Linked DNA regions of Mus musculus: all the other regions are linked to region 3. Evidence: chromatin contacts called from public Hi-C and Micro-C data. All regions are on one chromosome and are shown on one strand. The core of a region is the stretch at or near the end of the contact, and the rest is flanking DNA. Distances in the headings are between cores, read along the strand shown. Region 1 overlaps Pitpnc1 (phosphatidylinositol transfer protein, cytoplasmic 1). Region 2 overlaps Pitpnc1 (phosphatidylinositol transfer protein, cytoplasmic 1). Region 3 holds the start of Nol11 (nucleolar protein 11).

Region 1 (3,938 bases), core at 356-2,855, 190 kb before region 3:
ACTTCACCTTGGCCTTTCCTTTCTTATACCTCTCTCTTCTCCCTCCCTTTCACCTCCCTCCATTCCCCCGCCCCCCTCCCCTGCATCCCCGAATCCCCGATCCCTGAATTGCCAGAGATCAGATCCAGGGCCATATATATAACACATTGGCTGGCACACTGAACTGGACCACCAGACCCCATCTTCTCCATCCTATCCAAGGACAAGCAGATTCGACAAACACGAGGCTGAAAGGAGACAGGGAGTGTGTGTTCTCAGTCCTCACACACTGAGGAAGAGTTGACTTATGGGCACCTAAGCATTTAGAGTGGTAGCTGTGGGCAGGAAGGAACATTAAGGAAATTTCTATTATCTCTCATGCAGTGTGCCAGAAAGGGCATGCTCTGAGGTAGACTGCTATACATTGAGTTATTTACTTATATGCTAGAGCTCAAAGTACCTTGAGAGTGCTAGATCAATACTCTACCACTGAACTACACCAGTAGCTTGTACAACTCATTCTTCAATGGGCGTATGGGTGGGAAACACTATAGATTAAGAATGCTACTTACGGGGCTGGTGAGATGGCTCAGCCGGTAAGAGCACCAATTGCTCTTCCAAAGGTCCTGAGTTCAAATCTCAGCAACCACATGGTGGCTCACAACCATCTGTAATGAGATCTGATGCCCTCTTCTGGAATGTCTGAAGACAGCTACAGTGTACTTACAAATAATAAATGAATAAATAAATATTAAAAAAAAAGAATGCTACTTACAACTTTTCCATATACAAATACATTTTAAAAAAAAAAATCACACCATTAAGTTAAACTCCTCCTGACCACCATGGATAAAGAGCCCATTGTTCTGATCTGGAGACATTCCTGTTTTGCAAACTCACACCATCAAAACAAGTGTGAGTTTTCTCTGGCTGCACCCGAGCTCCCAGGATGCCCCCCACACACACACACACACAACGAGGTGCTTCCCTCGGCTCTTCTGGAGTGACTGGACTTTAGGTGGGACTGTTAATTGCAAAATCTGAAGAGGGGAAAGTTTACGTTTTGTCAGCTGCCAAACTCTGGACTTCACGGTGAACCGTCAGGACTAACTTTCTAGGCCAAGTGTAAGCAGCTCCGCCGGGGCTGCTGATGTGAGGGTGGAGGAGCGTGACATTTTATTTAGATGCTTGGCCAGAGTTCAGACCCATGGACTCTAGGGTCAGCCTCCAGAGCTCAAGTGATTTCCCCTAGGAAAATGCTTTCCTGTCCCTAGCCCTTGTACAGGATCACCAAACAACTTGCTGGTGGAGGAAAGGGGCTAGAACCACAGATCAGAGGAGAAAAGCTTCGGTTCCAAAGAGCCATTGCCGGCTGAATTTTTCTCTTGTTGGAGTCATGGGTTGTTTTTTGTTGTTGTTGTTTGTTTGTTTTTCTATTGTTGCTTTTGTTTTGTTTTTCCAGTAGAATACGGAAAAAAAAAAAAAGAAGGAAAAGATAAAAGATAACTCCGCTTTCGAAATAATGTTTGAGTCAACTCAGATCTAAGAGAAAAGCTGTGTTGCTCGGCTAGCAAATAGTAGCGCTGGGGATTCGAAAGGCGGCCCCGCCCCCCTCAGCATCCGTAGACCGGTTGACTGTCCTGGGCCTGGAGCCTATCCCAGCTCACCTCGGTTGTTTGGAATGCTCTCTGGAAGCTGGCAGCGCGATGGTTATGTAATGTGGACTCTGAGGCCTGCCAGCCGGCCCTCAGCAGGTCCTGGGGAGATGCCAGGTTCTCTGGAGCCTTTCTTAAGCTAGCTCAGTAGATTGCTGTGGCCTCAAGTACACACTGGGCACCGATCTCGGCCGTCATGATTTTACAGACTGAGACAGTATCCTCAGTAACCTTCAACCACACCTGAGCATAGTTAACCAAGTCTGGCCCCATGTTGTGTTTAATTTTTGAAATTACAGCCAGATATAAACAGTAATTAAATGTGTGTGTCCGAGTGTGGGTATGAGCATGTGAGTGCAGGTACCGTCAGGGGCCAGAAGAGGGCGTCAGATCCCCTGGAGGTAGAGTTATAGGTGTCAGTAAGGTTCCTATCGCCGTGTTGGGAGCTGAGCTTGGGAACTCAAATAAGAACTCTTAATTGATGCGTCATGGCTCTGGCTCCTGTGTGTTGGGTGCATTGGGAGGGTAGCTGAGCTTACAGATGTGCACTTGTGGAGGTCAGAGGACAAGTGTTAGGAGTTGGTTCTCTCCTGCTGTGTTCTGGAGATAAAACCCAGGTCATCCGGCTAGAAGGACGTGCACTTTTATCCACCAAGCGATCTCTTTAGCCCTTTTGTTTTGTTTTGTTTTGTTTTGTTTTGTTTTTCGAGACAGGGTTTCTCTGTATAGTCCTGGCTGTCCTGGAACTCACTTTGTAGACTAGGCTGGCCTCGAACTCAGAAATCCGCCTGCCTCTGCCTCACAAGTGCTGGGATTAAAGGCGTGCGCCACCACCGCCCGGCCCAGCCCTATTTTTAAGATCAAGTAATCCTCCCTTCTTCCTCTACCACATTTTCTTATTCACTCACTGAACTTGGCTGGCTTCTTTATCGGCTTCCTTAACGGGATGCTCAAACTCCTGAGTCCCTGCTTCCACTGCCTTTGGTGATATGCCCAGAATCGGAATTGCTAGATTACGTGATAACCAACACCCCCGCCCCTGCCCGTCCCCGTCCCCCTCCCCCCGCCCCCCACAAACATGCCTTATCTTGGATTCCTATTTATTTACTATTTTTAAGAAAGCAAAGTACCCTGAGAAACTTGGACTCACAGAACCCGGTTGCTTGCTCTCCTTCCTTTCCTTACCCTTGTGGCATCAGCTTCTGGTGTTCCGTGTTTCGTGGGGAAGGGTGGCCTTGTTTCAATTTGACCCCTCTCGTCATCAATTCCTCCCTTCCTCTTCCTTCTCTTTCATTTTTCTTTACTTTTCCTTTTTGAACTCTTGGTCCAGACACGCTGCTCCTGTGGCCTGTATGGGAATGGGTACTTCCTGCGGGCTGCAGAGGGGAATCCCACCACCCCCACCCCACAGCCGACTGGTGAAGGGTAATGTCCTCTGGAGAGGCTGATGCGGCAGGTTTGAGGCCAGGGGAGTTCTGCAAGCCTCTTGGAGGTTTACTGCACAGCCTTCTGGGTTCTCCAGGGTTCCATCTCTGACCGGATCGACAGTTCATTTCCCCTGCTTGCCTAGCTTCTTTTCTGACTTTTTGGACTTCTCTCTCTTTCTTTCCTTCCTTCCTTCCTTCCTTCCTTCCTTCCTTCCTTCCTTCCTTCCTTCCTTCCTTCTTTCCTTCTTTCTTTCTTTCTTTCTTTCTTTCTTTCTTTCTTTCTTTGAGGGGAATATTTTGTTTTGTTTTTGTTGCTTTTGGCTTTTCGAGACATTGTTTCTCTGTGTAGCCCTGGCTGTTCTGGAACTTCCTCTGTAGACCAGGCTGGTCTCCAACTCAAGGATTCCCCTGCCTCTGCCTCCCAAGTGCTGGGATTAAAGGGGCCTGGCCTTGGTTACTGTTTTAGAATAGATTTTAAACCAACCAACCAAAACAACCTCAGCCAGCATTTAAAAGGCTTGGAAATAATCTCACTGAGTTGCCTTTTATTTTTTATTAGTTTTGAGTTTTGAATGAAAAAAATGGATTATTTTGCACTTTTGGGAATAGAATCCAGAGCCATCCCCATACTGAGTTAATGCTTAACCACTGAACTTTTGAACCATTGAACACTTTCTACACACATGCGCGCGCACGCACACACACACACACACACACACACACACACACACATTTGGCCTAGGCTGAGCTTGAACTTCGGATCCTTCTGCCTCCATCTCTCCGGTGCTAAGATTACAGGTGTACACTAACCCCCAATTGATTCAATGCTGGTCATTAAACCCAGAGCTTTGTCAACACTAGGCAAGAGCTACCAACT
Region 2 (4,102 bases), core at 1,396-3,895, 230 kb before region 3:
CCTCAGCTCCTGTGCGGAGGTCAGAGGTCAGACAACTTCCATGAGTCAGTTCTCTCCCGCCATGTGGGTTCCGGTCATCGGGCTCAGTGGTGAGTCTCTTTACCTCCCCAACCATTTCTCTCTCTTAAAAATATTTCTGAGATGTGTCTCGTGCATCCCAGAGTGGCCCTCAAACTGCCTGTGTAGCGGAGGATAACTTTGAACTTGTACTTTTCCTGCTTCCACCTTGCTGGGGTTACAGGTGTTAGTGTTAGCAGCTACATTTGTTTTGCCAGGTGACTCATGCTGGGGCTGGAATCCAGGGCACTACGCGTATTAGGTAAGCAGTCTACTGACTAGCCAGTTCTCGCTCTAAACCTACTGAGTGTATATATACCTACTGTATACCACCTATGCCTCTCCTCACATTCTTTCTATTCTAAATTTATTTTTTGCCACTTGTTATGAGTTCCAAGCTTGTAGCAAACCGAAGGAAGGGCCTTGAATCCTGTGTATTTGGGGATGTCATCCCATCCCTTACCCCAAAAGAGACAACATGGCTTGCCCTGGACTCGGGCTTGCTGATTGATATAAATCCTCGAGGTCCAGCTTTTTGAGACTGTTTGCTTTATTTCTCTGCTGTGCAGCCACACACTTCTTTAGTATTCCTCTTTCCAAGGGGGTGTGAAGCTGTCTGCCATCTTCCCCAGTCTTCCTTCCATGCGAATACAGGCTGCACCTCAGGCTTGGCTGCCAACTGATTATTCTCACCGGGGCCTGTTAACACAACTCCCATCACCCACACAGCTAAAAATAAATCATATTTAACACTCGGCAGCAAAATTCCAGGCAAATATATAATCTGATTTGATTGAGGCTTTGTGGAAAATGTTAATGGCGGAATCAAAGGCTTGTCTTGAAGACGGGGGAGGGAGGATTGATCCCTTCCTTCGTGTGAGCAAGGCGGGCGGGAGGAAATCAATTCACCCGTCTTCGTAATCAAGAGCGCCTGACGGATGCTTGGGCGTCTGATGTGACACTTGTTCATCCAGGCTTTGGATAGTTTCCCTCCCTGTGACACAGTGTCTGGGAGAGTCAGCATTCCCTTTAGAGTGTGTCCGTCTGTGTTAGAGGATCCAGGGATATGCAGTGCTTACAGCTAGTGAGACCATGTCTTACACAGTCTCGGAATGGATCATAGCTGATTTTTTAACTATATATATATACATATGTATATGTGTGTATATATATATATATATATATATATATGATTTATTTATTATTATATGTGAGTACACTGTAGCTGTCTTCAGACACGCCAGGAGAGGGTGCCAGATCTCATTACAGATGGTTGTGAGCTACCAAGTGGTTGCTGGGAATTGAACTCAGGACCTCTGGACGAGCAGTCAATGCTCTTAACTGCTGAGCCATCTCTCCAGCCCCTTTTTCTTTGTCATTTTCTTGGGTTTGATGAATAAATGTTTGTTCATCAATCAGTATCATTGTCAAAAAACCTTAAGTACAGAGACTGATTGTCAGTTGTTGGTTTGGTGCTTTGTGACGATAGCTCTTGTAGCCCAGGCTTGGGTCTAACTTTACATAGTCAAGGATGACTTTGAACTCCAGTCCTTACCATACGGTCTGGCTTATTTGGTGCTGGGGGAGGGGTGTGGGGCAGGAATTCCAGCTTCATGCACTCTACCCACTGAGCTCTGTCCTTAGCCCTCAACAAGTCGTTTTTAAATTTACATTTTTTGTTGTGTGTGTGTGTACACACATGTGTGTGCATGTATGCATGTGTGTATGTGCGCCTGTGTGTGCATACACAGTATGTATGTCTGTGTGCGTGCACACGCACAAGTTCTAACGTGACGACCAGAGGACAATTTTCAGGGGTCAGTTATCTTCCAGCATTTGGGGCCCCAGGATCAAACTCAGTCCCTTGGGCTTGGTAGCAAGTGCCTTTACCCCCAGAGCCCTCTCACTGGCCTTCTGCTCTTCATCCAAAGGAGAGCCACCCTTCAGAGGCACAGCAGTCAAGCTTATAAAAGACTTCAGTCTGCAAGACTTCTTCAGTGGTGACTTTTTTTTCTGGATCATTAACTCTGTCTAGTGCGTTGTGAGACAAGACTTACTGTTGGAAGAAGTTCATTATTTATTTCTGTTTTATGCTAAACTATCCCTTTAATGATGTTTTGTTGGGTTGGTTTTGTGTGGGGCTGGGGAGGGTTGTACGTTTTTGAGGTCTCTTATGGCTCAGGGTGGACTTGAACCCTCTGTAACCAAGGCTGATCTTCAACTGAGTCTCCCATCTTAACCTTTCAGTTGCTTCACAGGTGTGTGCCACCATGTCTGGCTCCATGGAGATTTCTGTCAGGGTTCTGTGGAATCATATCTCCAGCTTTTCTATCTGTGTCCTCCCTGTACCACCCTCCCCCATTCTTTTCTATCCCATCAGCCTCTGCTGACCCTTATTTTTGACAGGGTCCTAGCTTGCATGGTGATTTGGCTCTAGAAAATATTCCTTGATCATCCAGTAAGTTTGCAGCAGTGAGCTTGCAGTTTTCAAATTGTGGTTTTGGCGAGAGATACTAATGAAGACTCGGGCACGGAGCAGCAGGCCGAGAATAAGGAAAGAATCCTCTTAAAATAGACCTCACGTGCTTCTGTTTAGTTACAGGGTAATTTGTAAAACATGAGTGTCCAACCCAGGGTGTGGGGCATGCTAAGCAGGCAGTCTGCTGCTGAGCTGCATCTCAGCCCCCAGAAATGGATGCTTCCTTCCCTGTCCCCTGGACCCTCAGCACTGCATACCATAGAATTGCAAGCATGCAGATGCAGCCTCACACCTGTGTCAATGAGGATGGTGTCCTAAGTATCACCACCATGACAAACTTTTCTTCCTTGGTATTCAGTTTCTGGCTTCCTTGCTAACGACTGTGTTTATTTCAGGTGTCATTACATAGCTCGTTCTCTCTCTCTCTCTCTCTCTCTCTCTCTCTCTCTCTCTCTCTCTCTCTCCCTCTGGTTTTTCGAGACAGGGTTTCTCTGTATAACCCTGGCTGTCCTGGAAAGCACTCTGTAGACCAGGCTCAGAAATTCACCTGTCTCTGCCTCCCAAGTGCTGGGATCAAAGGCGTGTACCACCACTGCCCAGCACAGCACACAGGTCTCTTTCCCTCAGCCTGGATGGGTTTTAGCTTGGGTTTTAGCAAGCTTCACCACACCTATCAGAGGAGGATTAGCCCTCCCCGGGAAGTGGCTATCTGCTGTACTCAGGAAGCCAGCAGGGTGTTCCTGAGAAAGGAAGGTCTCTAGTGTATTTTCTAGAATACAAGCTGATATTTTTGTGAGCTTGTTCTAGAAACTTCATTACAGGCTCCAAGAACATTATTTCCTATGATTGTAAATAACTGAACAACCTCTCTCATCTTGATCTTTTTCTTTTCTTTTCTTTTCTTTTCTTTTCTTTTCTTTTCTAAATTCCCATGGGTGTTTGAGTAGGATCTCATGTAGCTCAGGCTGGACCACAACTCAGTATAGAGCTAAAGCTAGTCTATTCTCCCTATCCTTCTGAATTTGCCTACGTCATGCTGGGATTGTAGGTACATACCTCCACTCCTGACCCTACCAGGATAAATTAGTTGTATAAAATGATGTAGTTGCTGTGCAGTGGTGTGCAGCACTCGGGAGGCAGAGGCAGAGGCAGAGGCAGGGGGATCGCTTGAGTTTGAGGATAGCCTGGTAAATAGAATAAATGCTAGGATAACCAGGGCTACACAGAGAAACCCTCTTTTAATCCCCCAGCCTCCAAAGGCATTTAGGGTTACAAGATGGCTCAGTGGGTATGGATGGGCACTTGCTGGCAAGCCTTACACATGACAGGCTGTCGATCCCTAGGGCCTACATACACAATAAATAAAGTGTAGCCCAGGCTGACCTTGAAGTTTCTACGTAGCCCAGGCAGGCCTGGAACCACTGATCCCCTGTTTTCACCTCCCAGCTGGTGAGTTGCAGGGGTGTCCCCCCATCCCAGCTGCATTTTGATTTCTCCCTAGGCTCCTGTCAATGTCTGTGGGTTCAGTGTCTGGTACTGCTCTCGGGGGTATGGGGGAGGGGGCAG
Region 3 (4,178 bases), core at 205-2,704:
TCAGGAAGTAAACAAAATTTTCAAGTCTAAGTAAGCTGCAACCTGTAAAATTCACAAGCCCCACCTCCAAATTATACAAGCAGTAAACTGTCCTGGCCTTAGCTGTCTGTCAGAGAGTGGGGGAATCTTCAGAAATGAAACTTGTGTGATTCTTCACCCATACTGAGGTTAATGGAAGCATGGCTAACGTGAGCACAGAGCACTGTTGATTTCATTCTGTGAATGCATCTCCCAGGAGCCAAGGCTGGCTGCCAACCTGTCGATCAGTCTGCCTCAGCCTGCCAAGGGCTGGGCAAGTCCTGCTAAGTTTCTTTTTTTGTTTGTTCTTAAAGACAGTCTTAGGGCTGGAGAGATGGCTCAGAGGTTAAGAGCACTGGCTGCTGTTCCAGAGGTCCTGAGTTCAATTCCCAGCATCCACATGGTGGCTCACAACCATCTGTAATGGGATTTGATTCACTCTCTTCTAGTGTGTCTCTGAAGACAGCTGTAGTGGACTCATATAAATAAAACAAGCCTGGCATGGTGGTGCACTTGAGAGGCAGAGGCAGGCAGATTTCTGATTTCAAGGCCAGCCTTGTCTACAGAGTGAGTTCCAGGACAGCCAGGGCTATACAGAGAAACCCTGTTTCATAAAACCAAAAAAAAAAAAAAAAAAGATAAAACAAAAAACCTTTAAAGACAGTCAGTCTTGGGGCTGGCGAGATGACTCAGTGCTAAGAGCACTGACTGCTCTATCAAAGGTCCTGCGTTCGAATCCCAGCAACCACATGGTGGTTCACAACCATCGTAATGAGACCTGACACCTTCTTCAGGCACATCTGAAGACAATTACAGTGTACTTATGTATAATAATAAATAAAAACTTAAAAAAAAAAAGATAGTCAGTCTTTCTGTGTAGCTAAGGCTGGCCTAGAATTCTATGTAGACCAAATTGATCTCGAATTTACTGAGATCCCCCTGCCTCAGTCTCCAGAGTGCTGGGATCAAAGGCATGTGCCGCCACGCCCAGCTAGATTTCGGGTTTTTGTTTTGTTTTGTTGTTTTTTTAATCAAAAGAGTTGTACATTCTGATAATCTGGAAAAGATTTCTCTACCAGCACCAAAAACGATAGTTAAAATAAATGCCCACGAACTAGCCGTCTCTGGAGGGTTAGGGTAAGCGAGATTAGGCATTTTGAAACAGAACCTTAACTGCCATCTGCAGGTTAATATTTTTCCCTTCTGGCATATTGTGGTAGGACTTTTTAGAGTTCACTAGCATATTTTTAAAATATGTTTTTTTTTATATCAGGCCGTTTTTAAACTTATCTCTCACCTTCCAAGAGGTGAAACAAGAGGGCAAGGGAGCCGACTCAGCGATTTCTGTCTCTACTAGCCGGGAGGCGTGGCCTCGAGGGTCTTGAGCGTTCGCACGTGGTCTAGACTCCACCCACTGGGCGGTGTTCGCCTCCTCCTCTTCCGCCCGCCAGGGGTCGCAGTTCTGCTCGAGCTGATTTTCCTCCTTGGTGTCGGTCGCTCTCGCGAGAGGAAGCACAAAGGCTGCCGGGAAGCATGCCCGGGCTGTAGGCCAACCCAAAATGGCAACCCTGGAAGAAGAATTCACGTTGTCTACTGGAGTCTTAGGCGCCGGGCCTGAGGGATTCCTAGGTGTAGAGCAGACTGACAAAGCCGACCAGTTCCTAGTGACGGACAGCGGCAGGACCGTCGTCCTTTACAAGGTGAGGACGGTGGGGCTGGCCGGCAGGTGTCTCGCCTCTGTCCGAAGCCGGGGGCGGGAGGCTTGAGTTTCTCACACTTGGGAAGGAAAGCCGGGAGCGGGCGTGACAGAGACCCGGGGTGCGACAGAGTCGGCGGGACGCCGCATGAGGTTCAGAAGTTGTTTGTCAGTAGTGAGGACCGGCGTATTTCCGAGTGACGTGCGGCGGTGTCTGGGTGCACATGGGATGAGCTGGGGACCTGTGCCTCCCCTTTCCCCGGGGACAGAGCCTGGCCGAGGGGACCACGTCTGTCACCCAGCAGCTTGCATGACACTGACAGGTTGAAAATGTGTGTTCTCCAGGACATCCTCCGCTCCTTGGGGTCCCGGGGGCGGGGTGAGTCGGATGGTGGGAAGAGGCAGGGATTTCTTGGTGTCCTAGAAAGATTGGACAGTTCTGCATCACACTGTGAAAGTCGCAGTCTCACCCGCTTTGCAGCCTGATTCCCGGCTCAACAAGCATACGTAGAGCCTTGTTATAGCAATCATCTACAAAGCACGTTTTTTAAGCTGGAGTTTTGAAGTTTGTTGTTGTTGTCGTCATTTTGGTTAGTATTTTGGGTTTTCGAAACAGGGTTTCTCTGTGTAGCCCTGGCTGTCCTGACTCTGTAAACCGAACTCATAGAGATGCATTGGAATTAAAGGCGTGTGCCACCACCACCAATGCCCCTGAACAGTTTCTTGTGTCATTAAAAAAGTTATCCATCTGCAAGGGCTGGAGAGAGTATTGGCTGCTCTTCCGGAGGACTGGGGTTCAATTCCCAGCACCCACATTGCAGCTCACAACTGTAACAACGGGATCTAACACCCTCACACAGACATACAAGCAAACAAAACACCAGTGTACGTAAAAACAACAGGAACAACCGAAAAACTAAGTTATTCAGGAAAAAAAAAGTTACCCAAGTGTTTTATTGTTTTGGGGACAGGTTGCCAACAATCCCCTATACTGTTGGTTTAAACTTCCCTTCAAACTTGGGGCTGTCTACTAATTTGGCAGTTTCTGCATAGGAATACAATAGTTGATGACAGTTAGGTGGACTTGCACCAACCTGATTTTCTCTACCTCTGTTCCACAAGTAATCAATTCTTTTTTTTTTTTTAATATTTATTTATTTATTATATGTAAGCACACTGTAGCTGTTTTCAGACACTCCAGAAGAGGGCATCAGATTTTTTGTTACAGATGGTTGCGAGCCACCATGTGGTTGCTGGGATTTGAACTCAGGACCTTTGGAAGAGCAGTCGGCGCTCTTAACTGCTGAGCCATCTCTCCAGCCCCCAATCAATTCATTTTTAATTGTATCATTGTTCATACAGAGTGTCTTGTATTAATTTTCATATTGTTAAGAGTTTTGGAGGATTTTTGTTTTGTTTTTGAGACAGGTCTGGCTTTGGGTTTTTGTTTGTTTGTTGTTGTTGTTTGAAACAGTTTCTCCCTGTGTATCTCTACCTGTCCTGAAACTCACTATATAGACCAGGCTGGCCTCTGGCTCCACCTTCCAAGTGCTGGGATCAAAGGCATGCAGAATTCCCTATCCTGTCTCAGCCTCCCAGTGCTAAGGATACAAGTGTGAACCATCACACCTAGTTAGAATTTAAAGATGACACTTGATCATCACAACTGCTAAGTGTGCAAATAGTGAAATGGTACATTGTTGTATAGACATCACCACAATCCACCTCCAAGGAACTCTTAATCTGTGCAAGTTCTGAGGGCTGTTGAGATGGCCCAGCTGGTAAAGGTACTTGTCACCAAGTCTAATGACCTGGATTCAATTCCCCAGATACATGTGCTAGAAGGAAAGGAACTGACTCCTGAAAACTGTCCTCTAGCCTCTGGGTTTATAAGTGTGTGTGCACACAAATAAATACATACATGTAATTAAAAATAATTAATATCTATCCACTCTAGAACTTGAGGTAAGAGAATTTTGGTTTTGAGGCCAGCCTAGACTACACAGAAAGACTAATAATTCCTCCCAGCCCCCAGCAGCTATCACTCTCTGTCAGCCTTCGTTATTTTAGTTTAGGTACGTCACAACGTTAGAAATCATATTCAGTGCTGTCATTCAAGGGCTGCTTTTTTTGTTTATTAAATCTAATTTTCTCTAACATCCGAAGCTAAATTCTTAAATTGTGTATTCTTTTGCCAGGTTTCTGACCAGAAACCGTTGGGCAGCTGGTCGGTGAAGCAAGGTCAGAGTATAACATGCCCTGCTGTGTGCAACTTTCAGACTGGAGAGTATATTATGGTACATGACCATAAGGTAAAATTGAAAACATGTTAATATGTGTAACATAAGCTGTATTACATGTATTGATTGTTCTTTCCATGTAAATAAGCAATGTAGTACTACTTAAACCATGTGCTTTTTTGATTTAAGGTTTTGAGAATATGGAATAATGATGACGTAAACGT

What was found. A called contact is a pair of places that touch in the nucleus more often than the background predicts.
Region 1: a contact with region 3 is called in a Hi-C map of muscle stem cells, with 2.1 times the contacts expected there. The contact joins the enhancer-like site here to the promoter of Nol11 in region 3. A contact is called at or near these places in 5 of 39 promoter capture datasets (embryonic stem cells, liver, macrophages and 1 more), 1 of 484 Hi-C or Micro-C datasets (muscle stem cells), 3 of 115 datasets of contacts at active chromatin or transcription factors (effector CD8 T cells, embryonic stem cells and memory CD8 T cells) and 4 of 9 other capture datasets (adipose tissue, liver, macrophages and 1 more).
Region 2: a Micro-C map of the G1E-ER4 cell line shows a contact between it and region 3, with 5 times the contacts expected there. The contact joins the enhancer-like site here to the promoter of Nol11 in region 3. A contact is called at or near these places in 8 of 39 promoter capture datasets (the 3T3-L1 cell line, the C10 cell line, cranial neural crest and 4 more), 2 of 484 Hi-C or Micro-C datasets (the G1E-ER4 cell line and embryonic stem cells), 6 of 115 datasets of contacts at active chromatin or transcription factors (astrocytes, effector CD8 T cells, embryonic basal ganglia and 2 more) and 2 of 9 other capture datasets (adipose tissue and liver).

Annotation. Positions count from the first base shown.
Region 1 is chr11:107,377,383-107,381,320 of GRCm38.p6, reverse strand. All of the region lies in intron 1 of Pitpnc1 (phosphatidylinositol transfer protein, cytoplasmic 1), which reads left to right. Among named protein-coding and RNA genes, the nearest start is that of Gm11713, 31 kb to the left of the region's middle. Within about 2 kb of position 1,605, at least 33 of the 459 cell types and tissues checked have an H3K27ac peak or open chromatin away from gene starts, as enhancers often do. A contact at or near this core is called in adipose tissue, liver and muscle stem cells, where this site is marked.
Region 2 is chr11:107,421,069-107,425,170 of GRCm38.p6, reverse strand. The region is part of intron 1 of Pitpnc1 (phosphatidylinositol transfer protein, cytoplasmic 1); the gene reads left to right. Among named protein-coding and RNA genes, the nearest start is that of Gm11714, 5.1 kb to the left of the region's middle. Within about 2 kb of position 2,645, at least 36 of the 459 cell types and tissues checked have an H3K27ac peak or open chromatin away from gene starts, as enhancers often do. A contact at or near this core is called in the G1E-ER4 cell line, astrocytes, memory CD8 T cells and 1 more, where this site is marked.
Region 3 is chr11:107,186,657-107,190,834 of GRCm38.p6, reverse strand. It overlaps Nol11 (nucleolar protein 11), which reads left to right and starts at 1,454. Exons shown (of 18, transcript NM_133702.3): 1 at 1,454-1,718; 2 at 3,913-4,026; 3 at 4,144-4,178. The coding sequence starts at 1,578. It overlaps Gm39425 (a long non-coding RNA gene), which reads right to left and starts at 1,508. Exons shown (of 3, transcript XR_880257.3): 1 at 1,316-1,508.